Linked DNA regions of Mus musculus: region 1 is linked to region 2. Evidence: chromatin contacts called from public targeted proximity ligation data. All regions are on one chromosome and are shown on one strand. The core of a region is the stretch at or near the end of the contact, and the rest is flanking DNA. Distances in the headings are between cores, read along the strand shown.

Evidence for each region.
Region 1: a contact with region 2 is called in a targeted proximity ligation map of pancreatic cancer cells. A contact is called at or near these places in 8 of 39 promoter capture datasets (the C10 cell line, the HPC-7 cell line, cranial neural crest and 5 more), 5 of 484 Hi-C or Micro-C datasets (CD8 T cells, the G1E-ER4 cell line, bone marrow-derived macrophages and 2 more), 23 of 130 datasets of targeted methods (the 230-238 cell line, CD8 T cells, the NIH/3T3 cell line and 17 more) and 4 of 9 other capture datasets (adipose tissue, liver, macrophages and 1 more).

Annotation. Positions count from the first base shown.
Region 1 is chr19:10,879,136-10,883,652 of GRCm38.p6, reverse strand. It overlaps Tmem109 (transmembrane protein 109), which reads left to right and starts at 1,910. Exons shown (of 4, transcript NM_134142.1): 1 at 1,910-2,001.
Region 2 is chr19:10,738,516-10,743,111 of GRCm38.p6, reverse strand. It overlaps A430093F15Rik (RIKEN cDNA A430093F15 gene), which reads right to left and starts at 2,165. Exons shown (of 4, transcript NR_027805.1): 1 at 2,110-2,165. It overlaps Cd5 (CD5 antigen), which reads left to right and starts at 4,138. Exons shown (of 11, transcript NM_007650.3): 1 at 4,138-4,317. The coding sequence starts at 4,266.

The DNA.
Region 1 (4,517 bases), core at 661-3,160, 140 kb before region 2:
TCAGATCCCATTACAGATGGTTGTGAGCCACCATGTGGATACTGGGAATTGAGCTCGGGACCTCTGGAAGAGCAGTCACTGCTCTTAACCACTAAGCCATCTCTCCAATTCCATCTTTTAGGGACTTGACTCAGGTAAAACTTGATCCTTTCAACACAGAAAAGAAAGTAAGGCTAGCTGGGCGGTAATAGTAGTATACACTTTTAATCCCAGCACTCCAGAAGCAGAGGCAGGCAGATCTCTCTGAGTTCAGGGATAGCCTGGTCTTCAGAGCTAGTCCCAGTACAGCTAAGGCTACACAAAGAAACTTTGTCTCAAGTCCCCTACCAGTCAAAAGAACCAGAGTTGAAGTTTATTAAAGATAAGTTGATACATATTTTTAGGAACATGATTTAACAGAGGGGGTGGGGGAGAGAGACAGAGACCAGGAAAAGAGTAAGACATAACCAAGTGTTTATATAGGATTCTGAAGAGGGAGTCACAAATAAGTGTCACACCATTAGCCCATATAAAACATCCTGGCAGCTCTCAAGTTATGCCTTAAAAGGGTTGTTAAGAATTGGTTTTTTTATCCTTTTCTCTCTTTCTGATTAGTGATATTATAGGATGGCTCCAGAAGTGACTGGGTTAGGAATATAATCTAGTAAAATATAACTATGAGCCACTAGGATTGCACCCTTTAGGGGAGGGCTAGGACAGGTCTTTCTTACTGTAAATGTAAGTTTCTAGTGAAGTTCTTAGAAACTTGTAGGTTTACAGCTGGGAAGAGAGAAACACCTAAAGTAGTTTTTGATTCTCAGTTGATGGGAGGTTTTAACAAGACTCCTAAGGGAAGTCCTCCTTTCCCTTCCAATGTTCCCATACATTTCTAATATGTGTGCCTATGTTAATTTCCCAAAAGGCACTTGCAAACTAAAACTAAGTCTAGAAAGAAACCAAAAACACCACTCCCACCCCCACCACCCCTGAGATCTTTTCCACTAAGGCACGCCTGACAACCCGGATTCAATCTCCGGGATCCACACAGCAGGAGAGAACTGACTTCCATAGGAGTATTGTATTGTGCCTGCACACCCGAACGCATGCATAGAATACATAACTACACGTAATTTTAAAATTTATGGGTTGGTGAGATGGTTCAGCGGTGAAGAGCACTAACTGCTCCTCCAGAGGTCCTGAGTTCAATTCCTAGCAACCACATGGTGGTTCACAACCCCCTGTAATGGAATCTGATGCCCTCTTCTGGTGTGTCTGAAGACAGCTACAGTGTATTCATATAAATAAACCTTTAAACAATTTTTACATCTCTGCCTACCTCATCCACAAAGCTACCTCAGTGTTCTAAGGTTTAAAACAAACAAACAAACAAAATAACCCCAGGGCACCTGGGTTGCTTTCCTTTCCCTAACAATTGTAAGCAAAGCTTTGGTGGTCACCCACACATTTTGGGTGAGGTTTTGCTCTCTTCCAGAGCATATGAGTTTCTCCAAGGCCGTACACCGTTCATGTGCCCACTAACACCTTGTGCCTTTCCCCCCTGATGTGCCATTTTTAGCGTGAAAGGTTTCTCAGCCCTCCAAGTGCTCGCCAGCGCCCCGCCTTAGGAACTGCACTTCCCGGGAGGAAACTGCCGCCCTAAATGCGTTGTAGACTCGGATCTGCACCGAATCCCGCATCGAGCACCAACTCTACCCACGCCACAGCCTCGACAGTTCTTTCTTTCCCCTTTCCTGCCAAAGGCTTCGCTTCCGTTCCAACTCCAATTTCCGGCGCCATTCTTCTCTTGGAAATATTTGGGAGGGAAAAAACACGTACAAACCATAATGGAGCGAGCAGAGCGCATGCGTCCACGATGCCTGCCAGAAAGACCTGCCAGTCTCCTCCGTCGACCGCCCCGCGCATGCGCAGACTATAAACCAACACCCCGGGAGTTGAGGCGCCGGTTTGGTGGCGCGTTTTCTAGCGAAGTCCCACGTGAAGGATAGCGGTGACCGGAGCAGGGTGAGTGAGGGCCGAGACCAGGGCTGTAGATGCAGCTTAAAGGACAGATTTGCAGGAGGTAACAGGGCGGAGCCGCAAGGCCTTGCGAGCCCTAGTGGGGAGGGGTCGAACGTGGAACGTGGGGCTTAACAAGTATGGGACCCAGATCCTCGTTGCTATGCAACCAGGGGCGTTGTTACTAGGTAACCCTGGAGGAGAGTGTTTCCCGGGATGAGTGGGTTCGAGCGCTGAGGTCTAGCCCTCCGGAGGGAGCAGCTGCCAGATTTGGGGGATGAGGCCAGTGCCGAACTGCACACCTCCCCCAGCCCCATGGTCCAGCCTCCTGCCGCCTCAGTTGGAGCCCCCCTCAGGGTATCCTGACCTCATGGGCCTCGCGACGCCACTATGGAGTGCTTGGCAGGGGATGTGCTGTTCGAAATAGCACATGCCACTGACCCTATTGCCTGGAGTCTGGGCCTTGGGAAGGGAGCGGCAAGGCTGCACACCCCCCCCCCCCCCCTTTGCAAACACCCTGCCCCACAAACAGTTGCTGGGTAGCAGCTGTCAGGGGTTTAGCGAGGGCTGCCTCCGACCTGCCAGAACGCTGACTTCATTCTCCTTAGTGGTGACTTCGCCACGTTTAGGACCTTCTATCTCAGCTGTGCTTCTCATGTGGCTGTCGTATATTTGGACTGACTATTCAAATAACCTCCTCCCCTTCCCTCCCCCCCCCCCCCCCGCCACCTCTCCATGTCTTTATGTCCTACACTTGTGGCTTCTTGGCAGGGCTTCTGATACTCATTTAGCAAGCACTTAGTCATTCTATGCTAGGTGCTGGGGATTCCAAGAAAAGTTAATGTCAAGTTAGTCTGAGAGTCACTGGGAGGCTGTGGGACAAACTTTGAACACAGTGCTTGCACAAATTATCTAACTTCTTGAAGTAACTCTTAACCCAGTTTCAACAGAACTTACATTTGAGGAGATTGAATTTCAGATAGGTTAAGTAACAGGTGTAAAGGTAGTGGCGGCTAACTTGTGATAGATCTGAACCTGTGTCCTTTGTACAGAGAGCTCTTAGGAGGCTTTGCTTAAAGTAGACTTTTCTCTGCGTTGCTGATCTTTGCAACCACTGTTTGATTATGCCTCAGGAATCCTGGGGAGCTTTAAAAACAAAACAAAAAGGCTGAGCTCCTCCCTGGGAGGGTCTGAGTGGGTTGCCTGGGTGGGGCAAACACCCTTGTTTAACAGGCTAGTCAGGCAGGTCAGATGGGCAATCCAGAGTGAGGATTGCAGATCCACAGGACTGCAGTGAGTAGTGAAGGAACCGTGGGGGCCAGCAGAGGGCACCAAGTTAGTTCTTGCCCCTGTAGTGATTTATAGCGAGAAAGGAAAAAGAAGAGGAAGGAGCACTGACTGGAGGTAGTGTGGACAGCCCCACCCCGCCCTGGCAGAGCAAACCACAGCTGAACATAGAGTGACGTCTCACCACCATAGTAAGTAAAGCAGTTCCCCAGCTGAGACTGTCCCTACTAAGCTGAATTGCAGCTGTCTGAACAGGAGTGGCCAGTCTCAGTGCTATCTCTGGCTGTCCCTTCTTACTCTCTTGGTGTGTAACCTGTAAACTCTCAGCGGGTGGGTCATCTTCCAGTATGAAGGCTTTTCTTGGGAGGTTTGGGTGTCTTCGGCTTTACGCTCGATGGTAGGTAATGGAACGGTATGTTCCCATAGGCAGAGAGCAGGTCTTACCAAGGCAGTGTGGACGTGTGGGACAAGCAAAAGGGCAAGCCTGAGCTGCTGGACTTGGGGACACGGTCCCTATTTCTGTTCTCAGCAAAATGGGGTGTCATGATAACTATAGGGCTGGTGAGATGCTCCATGGGGGGAAGGGACCTGCCACTAAGCCTAATGAACTGAGTCCGATCCCTGGGACCCACATGGTGGAAGGAGAGAACCAATTTGTTTAAGTTGGTCTTTGGCTTCCACACATGCAAACATACACACTTGTATACACACACTGTTCTTTTGTAACTAAGTGGTAAAGTGCTTGCCTACCTGTTAGCTCTGAGTTTGATTTCCAGCTACACACACACACACACACACACACACAGATTGTCATAAAAATTAAATGAAGTAGACAACACTTAGTAAATTACGAATCACTATTAAAATTTGATAACTTATACACATTTCCATGTGTGGAGTACCTCCTGTTTGAGGAAACAAAAACGTTTCAGACATGTTCCCATCTTTCAGAGGCCAACGCTGTTTGTCTTTTAATGGCCATAGCATCTTTCTGTATTAATAATATTTTGATGAGTGCTAGTATGTATGTCCTTAATTGGTAGTATTTGCTTTTATATACAAAGCCCTGGGTCCAGTTCCTAGTGCAACACACAGGTAACACACACGTGGCACATACCTGTAAACTCAATACTTGGTGGAAGAAGGAAGATCAGGAGTTGAGAGTCATCAGCAGCATGAGGAGTTCGGGCTAGCCTGGGCTACATCAGGCCCTGACTTAAAGAGCAAAACTGCAA
Region 2 (4,596 bases), core at 916-3,415:
TCTAAGAAAACCCTTTATATCACAGGGAAACTGGGTTCTAGGGGAGAGCCTTCACCTCAAACACGCAGCGATAATGATTGAGCCAGGCAGGACTCACATCCCAAGTTCCAGCTCTGTACCCTTCTTGCCTGTCCCAGACTAGCTACTACCTTGCAGGACCCAGAAGCCTTTGTGTCGACTCTTCCCTCAACCTAGAAAACCCATCCCACCAGTAAATGGGAAACCGCTCATCCTTCCAGTGTCCTTCCTCCCTCCTTGACTTCCTCACAAGTAGCAATGGCTACCGGTTTCTCTACAGTCCCCTCAGGCTGGCCCTTCCCACATCCTGTCCTCATGTCCCTTGAGAGATTTGCCTTATGCTCTCAAGGAAAACAGGCCTGGGCTGGGTGATCAACAAGGCAGGCAGCTTCAGGAGCAACTCTGCTCTAAGGGCTGGGATTGTCCACTGCTCTAAGAGGAAGGACCCTCCCACCCTCAGCTCTCTACCATATAGAGGACCCAGTACATGCATTCCTACAGGTGCCTTTGTCCACCTCACCACTCAGGTTCTGTGTGTCTGCCTGCTTTATAGAACAAGAGTTCCTTTTGGGCAAATGGATGCAGCCATCTGAAATAAGAGACAGGTGGTATGTAAGAAAGGGGACATCTACCTGCCGGGAGACCTGGAGGCACAAACCTCACTGTTCGTGAGCTGTGCACCTTTGGGGATCCACCTAACCTCAGTGATCCTCAAGTGGTTCATCGGAAAAATGGGCTTGGTTAACAGCCTTAAGCAGCCTTGTTTTCTCACGTTTACCTGTGGTCAAACAGGCTCAGTGTCGCTCAAAAGAGCAACAGAAGAGAAAGCAGGAGTCAGAACTGTGGGCTGGCTAGAGAGGCAGCCGTGGTGGGGAAGGCTGGTCACTTTAGAGAGCCTCCACTTTAGAGAGCTTCCTTGCAGGAAAGCATGGGCTGAGCCTGGGAGACTGACCTCACACGGGGAGCACTCTACCTCACAAGCCCTGCATGTCATTACCAGGGCAGCTTCCAGATGCCCCGAGCTGCAGGGAGATGGATCTCGGAATGGGGCAGTAGCTTTCCTAATATCCCCCCTCAGAAATTAAGCCAGCTTCTAGACTCCAAGTTGTTTCTACCCAACTATGCCAGTTGTCACTGAAAACTAACAACCATGGATTCTAGAACCTTCCCTCTGAGCCAGTGTTTGTGCTAATACTCCACGGGGCATATCATAAGGTAGCCTTCTTAAATACATTACACAAGGGGAATTTAGGTAATTTACTTCATTAAGTGACTCAGTTTCACCACATATATGAGAGGCTGGTGCTGTTCCAAGGGAGGCAGGCAATCGGGAGCCTGCTGAGATCTCACCTGGCCCTTCTGGTGCACAGGGTAAGTGCCCTGGAAACCTCCGACCTCTGCTTCCCCCAAGAGTTCAAGCTGATGTCCTCCCACCAAGAGCCAAATCCTTTAGGTCCCAAAACAGAGGAAGTCCCTCCTCTGAAGGCACCTGGGCACACCCTTCCCTCTACAATCTGAAGGAGGGCTGCCCTGGGGTCATCCAACTCCCCTATGCTACACAGGAACCAACTGAGGACCCCAGCTCCACGGGACTCACTCAAGGTCACAGAGCAATGGCCACACTCAAAGAGCAGGTATTGGAGGGTCAGTACCTCTCCCTCCCTCCCTCGGACAGTCCCTTCAACAGACAAGAGGTCTTCCCTTGCTCTTCCACTCCCAGGCAAGGAGCAACAGTAGGTCAGGGGTGCACTCCCTAAGCTGGGTAGGGAAGATGGACAGCCAGCCTGAGCTGGTCGTGCTCAAGGCTGCCAGTACAGAAGATCCCAGTGACTGAGTCACTCAGTCACTCATCAAATAAACACTTGGAAGGTATCCATCCTATAGATTTCACTTAGTCATCCAACCAATGTTGATCTGCTTCAGGCCCTCACATTCCTCAGCTCCCATCCCCCTCCCCCCTTCACCCTCACCCCACCTCCTTGTGGCTCCTTTGCCACCTTCTCCCCACCCCCATCCAAAAGAACCAGTGTTGGAATCACTGAGGAGTGACCCAAACCAGAAAGTCCAGTAAGGCAACTCTCCAGAGGTTACCTGGTGTCGCCAAGGCAATAGGGCAGAGCCTGTCCCTCGGAGGCTGTTGAGGTTCTGAAACTGGCCTAGGGGGCTCATCCCCCCTCCCCCACCTTTGCCTCCACCAAGCGGCGGCATGGAAAACCCAGCCAGCTCAGCTGACTTCCTCTTGTGTCATGGAAAGTGCGGGTGATAGGACAGGAAACTGTCGCCTGGGGTCTGGGGTCCCCAGCTGGCACAGGACCTGAGGTCTAGGGGATGCAAGGTAGAAAACTTTGTGGGGTAGTTACTAGGGAGTCGGTGGCAGGGGAAGAGCTACGGACCTGGAGTGCAGGGACCCCACCACTAGGGTTCCCTCCGGTACACAGCCAGTAACTGAGGTAATACATTCAGACTTCTATGAAGGTTGGAACACATAGTGAAGCCACCTAGTAGATCACACTCAGGCCTGTGAAGGGGAAATAAATCTAAAGCTCCGGGTTTGGATTGCCTTTGATAAAGAAGTGAGTCTGGAGGTCTGTGGAAGGAGATGTCGGTTTCCTTGTGTGTGCATGTGTGTGTGTGTGTGTGTGTATGTGTGTGTGTGTGTGTGTGTGTGTGTGTGTGTGTGTGAGTGTGTGCATGTGTGTGTGTGTGTGTGTGTGTGAGTGTGTGCATGTGTGTGTGTGTGTGTGTGTGTGTGTGTGTGTGTGTGCGCGTGTGTGCACATGCGTGTGCATGCATGCATATGCGAGGGCGTGGGCTGGCTGGTCAATGGACAGTGAAGCTCTCTATAAACTGTGAGGAAATAGGCTCCGATGGGCACTTAAGAAACAAAGGGATGCTAGGGATACAGATCAGTTGAGAGTGTTTGCCTTGTAAGCATGAGACACTGGGTTCCAGCAAAGGAAAAAATAACAGACACACCAGGTAGGGACTGTCCCCAGCACCCAACCCATCACCACCACCAGACAAGAGTTTCTCTGTGTAACATCCCTGGCTGTCCTGGAACTCACTTTGTAGACCAGGCTGGCCTCAAACTCACAGAGATCACCTTGCCTCTGTCTCCTGAGTGCTGGGATTAAAAGGTGTGTATCACCATGCCAGCTGCATTTCTAGTTCTTGCATATCATTGATAATGTTGAATGAATGAATGAATGAATGAATGAATGAATGAATGAATGAATGAACGAATCTAGATCCAGAGACCATACAACATGGAGATCTCACACCCAACATGAATATCTATCTCATACCTAACATGGAGATCATACCCAAAATGGGCATCTCACACCAACAGGGAGATCTCTCTCTCTCTCTCTCTCTCTCTCTCTCTCTCTCTCTCTCTCTCTCTCTCTCTCTCTCTCTCTCTCTCTTTCTCTCTCTCTCTCTCTCTCACACACACACACACACACACACACACACACAGTGCTGCAAGTTCAACTCAGATGAAGACACTCTCCTCCCCATACTTGCTGGTAAAATATTACTCTTGGATTCTTAGGCACAGCAGCTCCCGCTTGTAATTCTAACATTTGTGAGACTGAAGCAGGAGGATTACCACAAACTCCAGGCTTACATGGGCTACCTAGCAAGGTCTTGTTTTGTTTTGTTTCTTTGCTTAGATCCCCATAGGGATTCAACTCAGATTATGGACTTCCAGCCCCGTACACCATCAGGAGTGAGCAGGGCTTGTGTCTTGGTTTTCCTTATTGACCCTGCAATAAGACCTGAAGTTGCTCGCCTGCACAGTCCCCACCCCACTCAGAATCCTGTAGGGAAGGCTCCTGTCTCGGGCCCTTGCCCTTTTACCTCGGGTGAGCTCTCCTGAGAGTAGAACGACCTCTCTCTGGAGTTCCCAGCCTCTCTCTGCCCCACAGTCCCATCCCACAAGGACACCTGGTTCTGCCCAGCCATGAGAATGGCCAGTGGGCACTACCGCAGTTCCAGGCACCTCGTGCAGGAAGCTGACAGAGACTCAGGCCTCCATTCTAATTGGGGCAGGTGGTTTCACAGGGAGGAAGTTGACAGTTCAACTTCAAACAGGGTTGGCAGTGACACAGGCCCACACTGCCTGCTTCCCCTTTCCACCCCTGTTTATGCCCCCTCCCTCCAAGACAGTAAGACACTGAGTCAGACACCTCTCCTGGCTGGCCAGCTGAGCTCACTGAGGCTGAGGCAGCAGAAGGCCATTATCCATGGACTCCCACGAAGTGCTGCTGGCTGCCACATACCTGCTGGGAACGCTGGGTGAGTCTCTGCCGGTACTGGGTACTGCCAGGCTGAATACCTGTGCATACCGGGGTGCAGTAAGAGGATCTCAGTTCTTCCCAGGTCTGACTCTGGGCTCATGTGCAATAGCAGGGAGGCTTAGGGTCACAGAGGTTAGGTCAACTCCCCATTCTCCGCGGGGCTCTGCGCGTGCATTGCCAAGCCTGATCCACTGTCTTTCTCAGCTTTGGGTTAGAAGTCAGTGTGCACTTAGTTTCCAACCTGTGCAGCCACCCTCTCCAGGGTGCCACCTAGAAA